Linked DNA regions of Anas platyrhynchos: region 2 is linked to region 1. A link is a contact called in public Hi-C data. All regions are on one chromosome and are shown on one strand. Each heading gives the region's core, a stretch centred on a gene start, on an enhancer-like site or on the middle of the called end of the contact. The rest is flanking DNA. Distances are from core to core; before and after follow the strand shown. Region 1 overlaps PTPRC (protein tyrosine phosphatase receptor type C). Region 2 holds the start of ATP6V1G3 (ATPase H+ transporting V1 subunit G3).

Region 1 (3,478 bases), core at 668-3,167:
ATGAAGGGATCCTCTGCTACTTTTTAAATAAATCTGGGCAAACCTATGAACAGGCTTGAAAACACTTCAACATCTGAGTAACTCTATATCACAGAAGACCCCTCAGATTTTATAAGGATCACGTGTGCTGAAGTGCTTTCATAAGCACAGAGTGCAGAACTAAACTTTAGCCTTTATCATTATCTGTATTTGGGGAAGAAAAGTGTTTCTGTTTTCTGGGCAAACTGCTGCTTTTTGAAAATTGGTTAAAAGAAAGCCACGTGAGGTTCACACACAAAAAGTATGTGAAATTTTGCATGCCCTGAGTTAAAAATCAATAAATACTCATTTAGGATTAACATGTAGAAACTTTTCAGTTTCTAAGTGGGACATTTCAGATGGTCCTAAAAAAAAGTGCCTAATATTTTTTCATTGCAGATTTAACAAAAGCACTTCAAAATAATCTATAATCCTAACTGATAAAAAACTCAATAGCTGTACAGCAGTCATAGGAATGATATAAATGTACAGCAGCTGAGAATTAAAACTAAGCAAATATTATAAAATCTATTCCCATGGGACATATTCACAATATTTATTTTCACCAGAAATTTGGGATAAACAGTTGAAACTGTAAATTTTAATCTAACAGAAGTTCTGAAATGATTTGATTGAGAAAAGCCAATTGTCTCCATTTGGCACCAGGCTGTAAGTGCTCATTCTAATTCTCCAAAATTATAATTGAAATAAACAGTTCCAGTGTGAGTTTGTCAAAACGTTTCCTGTCACACAAGTCCATTAATAATTGTCCCCAACGTGACTCCTTAACACACTGCAATCACAGTTTAAGAACCTGATCCCGCCACTCTTTCCTAGCACGAGTATCCCTCGGAGGAGACCTGGCTTTGTCCTTCCCAAGACCCAGGGAACCTTTGCTCCCACCTGAATTCCATCACGAAAGGCGGAGTCTTTCTGCAAACCGTGTCTCAGGAATAAGCACAGGCCTACACTACAACTCAATGTAATAGGACATAGGACTGTATTTTTAATGAAAATCAACCTTTAAAATTAATGTTTTTTCTTGCTTGCCAACACCTATGCACTTCTTGCTGTCCATCTTCCAGGATGGGAGTTTCGGAGCCAACTAGAAGAGCTCAGCAGCAGTTAGAGCATTAGGGAAGGCAATGAATTCAAACTGGCCAGAAAACTAGTATGAGGGCAGGAGATGGAATTAAGAAAAACTTATCGCTGGCAGATACAAGAACACAATGCTGTGTTCCGCAATGTTGCAGACTTAGGAAAGAGGGGGAAGGACAAACATCAAAGTTTGTCCACTCTGCTATTATACAGAGCCTGTCTTAAGGAAACAATAAGAAGAAAAGCTTACGAATGCTGAAATATTTTCTCAGCTAACCTGAAATTATATTTCAAAAATAATTTCAAAACCAGAATTTTCTGATTCCACTTATACAATGCAAGAGTTTAATTTTCCCACAGAAAAATAAAAATGCAGAGAAAAACAGAAATTTCCCTCAAGAAATATCACATTCATGGAAGCAACATTTGTTATGAACGAGAACTGGAATTTCACGAAACCATAAACCTGGAGTAGAACATGAACCAAAGGCAGCAATTCAAATTCATTTTGCCAAGTACACACATCTTGCAAACTCAAAATAAATACCTAGAAATATCAAGAATTTATCAAGCAGAAGAAAGGCATTCCTATCAATTGCACTGCATTTTAAATGACATCCTCAGTCTTCATAGGAATACTTTAACTACAGTAACCCACTTGTTCAACTACAGCTAACAACGCCTTTGCTGCTCTGTGGTTTCTCTCATGCTGTTTACTTCTGTTTTTCTTCTACAGAACCCTACTCAAAAGGAAGAGGGTGCAGCATACTGTGGTTTAGAGCTTAAGCACTTCCAAATGGTGAAACTGTGTTACCATAGCACCCACATGCTCAAGCAATCAGACCTATCTCAGTGCTAAACCACAACTTCTCTAGTGCAGTCATGAAATTTCCCTATTAAACTCCTTTTCACCAAATTTGCATTTATAATTATTTTTAGTTGTACAAATTCATTAATATGATACTCAAGGCTGCTTTGCAGGGAGAATGTGTAATGATGTGAACTGTCTGCAAGAGGGGAGAACATCAAATCCTGATGTAACAGTTAATTCAGCTGTGAAACGTTGGCTACCATCCACAGCCACTAAGAAACACCTATACATGAGGAATGTAAGATTGGCTGTCATACTTGCTTGGTAATTTCGTGATACATACAAAAGAAAAAATGTGCTAATGCTGCTTTGCCTTTTGTATATTTTCAGTGTTTGTGCATGTGCAGAGCCAAGAGCCAGAGTACATCTGCTAAACTTACCATTATGTCAAGCAGCAGTACCTAACCTCAGGTATAACTCTTCTAGCTCCAAATCTACCATGAGCAGAAAGAAACACTTGATCCAAACTATCAGCTTATGATACAGACAGGCTGGTTTTGGAATTGCTGAGTGCATATTGTTTGTGGCAAACAAAAGAAAGGAAGGACTTGCAACAATTACACTCTCTTCTCAATTTCTGTGCCCATGTTTTTGCAATTGCCTCCTCTGCTAGTTCTATGTATTCAGCAGAGTTGAAGGCAGATCAGTTCCCAAGATTTCTGACCACAAAAAGAATCTGCAACTGAGAACTGGCTGACTACTGGAGAGAGTGCGAGCTAAGGGCAAACTTCTTTATCTTGGACTATCTCATTGGACCTTGGCTTATTTAAATACCTGACTTAGTTCTCTATCCACCTCTGAGCTGCTTCATGGTAAAAGTGTATTGCTGTATTGCAGACATCTTCCTGACTACAAATTGCTTTTTACATAATTTTGCCAGCAATAAAAAAAAGAATGGGTCCTGGAAATGTTTCTCTAAACTCTCTCTAGTCAGCTCAAATGATAAACCATAAACAGTTTAAATACATACTGTAAGAATTGCAGCATTTGAGCCACTGATAATCTAAAATCTATCAAAATCATAAATCTCCCCTTTGGTATAGGTCTGTTAGCAGGAAGTACTTCGATCAACAGCTCTGTATCTACAAGGATTATTTCAGTGAGGTGAAATCTGTGAGTTTTAATCAGTGAATTTCAAAAAAAGTGCAGCTAGAAATTTTTAAAAATAAATGAACACTTCTTTCAAGAAATGATACCCACCTATGAGCTTTTACTCTACGTAATAATATTTTTCTCTAATCAGTTGTTGAATTAAAGACTCAAATAAATATAATGTGGCTAACTGTCCTAGGGGTTCTGAGGGAGGAGTGTAGCTTACAGAGATAAACAAATAATTTTCAGGTGCTCTGAACATTTATGTCTCCAACTGGCATCACCTGGATGCAAACACGCAGCTCTCCTACAAAATAGGATCAAAGTACAATCAAAAATGGAAAGAAAGCTCGTAGGCTGTGAAAAGACACAATAACATTTCCTTTAATTTAATTTTAT
Region 2 (3,603 bases), core at 954-3,453, 54 kb after region 1:
GCTTGGTGATGAAGTAGGAGCCTGTTTGGTCAGTCAGTGGCTTAACTTACTTTATTTTAATGAATTATCCTAGAAGTGGGATACAGAGAGGTGCCATGTCAAAACAGCCTGACATCATCACCAGACAAGCTTCAAAATGAGTTCCAAGTGGCAGCATTTGTGTGGAGCCTCACACACCGCGTAGCAGCCCCAGCCAAAGTAAACCACCTTCTCCCCCCGTAAGGAGCCGTCCCAGTACCCCACGTCAGGAGCGATGCCAGGGCGGCGTGCCACCGTGCGCTGCCCCCGCCCGCTCACACGGAGCCAAGACCTGAAAACTGACTACAAGGCAAGTTATAAACTGAGAGTCTTTGATTCAGAAAAAAAAAAAAAAAAAAGAAAAGCATGGAAATACATGAGTGTGACATCTGCAGCTCATACGATCTGCTTGAGAAATATATGAATTTTTGAACTGTGGAGTAACTTAGTAATCAGTTCAAGGGTGTGCCATTTTTCCATAAAAATCCATCACATAGAACTATTTTCTGTGAAATATTAAAATTAGCAGGTTGTAAATAACAAAATCTAGATCATTACTGGGGTCCAGGTAACATAATTACAGCACTGAGACCTGCTCTGAGGAATCGACATGCTCCACCCCTGACACGTCCAGAGGCTCCAAAGCAACCCCGTTTGCCAGCAGGTTCGGTACAGGGCTGGGAGCGCAGGGATTTGCCTGACAAGACCCTTTGCCTTGAATGTGCTCCTGGTGGCTGTGACAGGCCTGACGACATCTCTGCTCTGCTTCCTATTAAATTTTTAAGTAACTTGCTTTCAAGTTCTGAGCCCAAGTTTCCTGCCCCAAGTAAACCAAGTATCTGTGCTTTTTTTTCTCTTTTTACTTTCGTTTTCTACTTCTGCTTTTCTTTGCCGGTCAGCAGGCTTGGAGCTCAGCCCCAGCAGCACACCAGGCTTCCCAGCCCTGCAGCTTGCCCTTTTTCTGTGCAACTGATCAGCACTTCCTTTTCTATTTCTAAATAAAATAAACTTGAAAGCTATGCCTTAAAACCCGCTAAAAATAGTGCCATGTCTGCTCTCTTGCAGCTAGAGCTGTTCCCTGATGTCAGTGCTAGGCAGGGGGAGGCATCTCGCAGTTTCTGGATGAAGGAAGAAGCCCGGCAAGTAACACACTGTAAGAAGGGAGCATCTTGCTGAGACTGAGCCTGGCTGGAATTTGACTCCACAATATCACAGATCAGAAAACAAACTAACTTCTCAAAGCCTTAGTACTACTCTTATTCTGCATGCAGCTGAAGGCAGCATTAGGGCAAGAGGTTTCTGCCCCCATTCTCCCTCAAGCCCGCAGCCACTAGGAGGAAAAAAGCCTTCGTACCAGCAACACGCGTTTCCTCACAAGGGGCAGGTAAGAGCCCTGCAGCAAGCAAACAGGACATCACAGCTTGCTTGATCTATTCTCATCCCAATTTTTGACATGTTCCCCTCCCGTGTAATGCCCAAAGTACCTTTGTCAGTGAGATTTATTTTATTTTTTAGGATTCAAGCTGATCGTGCTGCTCATTTGCAGTGGCACGCAAGACACGCGCCCACCCTAGGGAACAGGATGTGCACCTACACCACGCACACGCTTGTTTGACCACTGCACACGTTAGCAGGGCTTGAGGGGAAGCCCTAGACCAAGAGCTGCACCATCCCGGAGCCTGGGGCTTAGCGCTGACTCCCACGGCTATCACTCACCACACTCAGCTGCCTCGTGGGAGATTACAGCTTGGAGCACACCTCTTCCACCACACGCTTATTGTAACTGTAGTCCCTGATTAAAAAAAAAAAAAAAATACCTTCAAGTAACACCAAACAAAAGCCTACAACCAGTTCGGTGTGTTCAATCAAAACAGTTCATGGACTGCCCGAGTCTGATTCCTCATGTTACGGGAAGTTTTATTAAAAGCAAGTTTCAAGAAACAAAATTATGTGTTTCCCCAGCGCCTCTCACAAGGTTAACCACATTCTGCTTCAGCATTAGAAGATTTTTAAAAATCCCAGTAAAACTACAAGCCACTTGGAGCGTTATTCTCCTCTTCCCCAACGTGTTCATGGGACGCTTCGGTGACCCTGAGGAGGAGGGAGCGTCCCTGTGAGCCCAGCCACTGCATTTCTCTGGTTCCACCAGCAGCCCTTTGTGCCCAGCAGCAATCCGGACAGAGCAGGCTGGTTTGGTGCAATCTGGAAGGCTGTTGTAATAACCGACAGACCGAAAACACAGGGAAGGGTTTGGCAGCTGTATAAAGCTCCCCCGAGCTCCAGTCCCCGCAGAAGGGCACCAGCCCCAGCAACCAGCATGACCAGCCAGTCTCAGGGAATCCAGCAGCTTCTGCAGGCAGAAAAACGTGCCAAGGACAAGCTGGAGGAAGCCAAAAAAAGTAAGCATCTGGCCTGTTTTTACTGTCTTTTTCTACTGTAAGCTCTTCAGAAATACAGCGGCTCATGCAAAACCGGCATTATTTCATCTGTACGCAGCACAGATGGGCTGCTTCTATTCTTTTTCTGTGCCACTTTCCTCCCACTCGCATCAGTGCCGTGCCCTGACGGCAGTCAGGCATTTATCCCAGCCTTTGGTGCACGGCTTGCTCCAAATCGTGTGCACACATGTGCTTGTGTGTGCGTGCATGCACGTGCCTCTTCACACTGAACAAGGTTTTCTTTGTTATGTTCGTCCTGTCAGCTAGATTTATTACTGCTTTTTCTCAATGCCAATAATGTCATTACATCCTTCTTTAGGCATTTAAACGAGAAACCTGCACACCTCTGGCTGCCAGCTCTGGAGAACCAGACTCCAAACTCTGTATTTCTCTTTACATAATATTTTCAGTGTTCCTCTTTACTTATGAAAACCAGTAACTTGCCTTTTAATCTCAGCTGGGCTTCAAAAAGAAATACATGGAAACAAATGGAGACTTCAGAGTAATAATAATAGTAAAAGCCACAGCACAATCCCAAGAAATGTCAGGACTGTGGTCATTGCTGTAAGTCTTATTATAAGCAATCACTGAGTGATCAAATGGTAATTTTAAAATAAACATCTTTTTTTGCTGAATGCCTAATGCCCAGTGTAAAGTATGTGTAGATACCCAAGAATAATAAATTCAACCTTTTTTATTCTAGTCAAATCTAAGCGAATAGTAGTAACAACAAATAAGAAAAGGAAATTAACATCCCAATAAAATGGGAAAAAATGTAGCTGAATCTGCTAATGATCTAAATAAAAGAAACAATTCATCTGTCAGTCTTCCTGTTATATATTTCCTTCATTTTCTGCATTTCTCTCTCATTGACTTAATACAAAATAGTCACCGTAATGTCTCCTGAGCGTAGATACCGACCACACAAGTCACTGGCCTGCATTAGCCATGAAATGTTAACGCTGTTTCATGGAGAGATCTTGATTTAGAAACCAGCAGCAGGAAACGTCATCCTCTGAACTCAACTAAAACGCATGAAGATATCACGTGCTGCAGGAGACTATGATGAAAGATTTTGTTTTTAAGGCAGAAATAGAAGCTAGAGAAAAACTATTTGTCTAGTTTGTGTATCTCTTCTAGTACAAAT

Evidence for each region. Hi-C and Micro-C count contacts between places; a contact is called where the count stands out from the background.
Region 2: a Hi-C map of skeletal muscle shows a contact between it and region 1, with 5 times the contacts expected there. The contact joins the promoter of ATP6V1G3 here to the enhancer-like site in region 1. A contact is called at or near these places in 2 of 8 Hi-C or Micro-C datasets (F5 follicle and skeletal muscle).

Annotation. Positions count from the first base shown.
Region 1 is chr8:13,953,179-13,956,656 of IASCAAS_PekinDuck_T2T, forward strand. The region is part of intron 2 of PTPRC (protein tyrosine phosphatase receptor type C); the gene reads right to left. Among named protein-coding and RNA genes, the nearest start is that of PTPRC, 27 kb to the right of the region's middle. Within about 2 kb of position 1,918, at least 2 of the 8 cell types and tissues checked have an H3K27ac peak or open chromatin away from gene starts, as enhancers often do.
Region 2 is chr8:14,006,843-14,010,445 of IASCAAS_PekinDuck_T2T, forward strand. It overlaps ATP6V1G3 (ATPase H+ transporting V1 subunit G3), which reads left to right and starts at 2,204. Exons shown (of 3, transcript XM_005027310.6): 1 at 2,204-2,417. The coding sequence starts at 2,336. It also overlaps LOC106019440.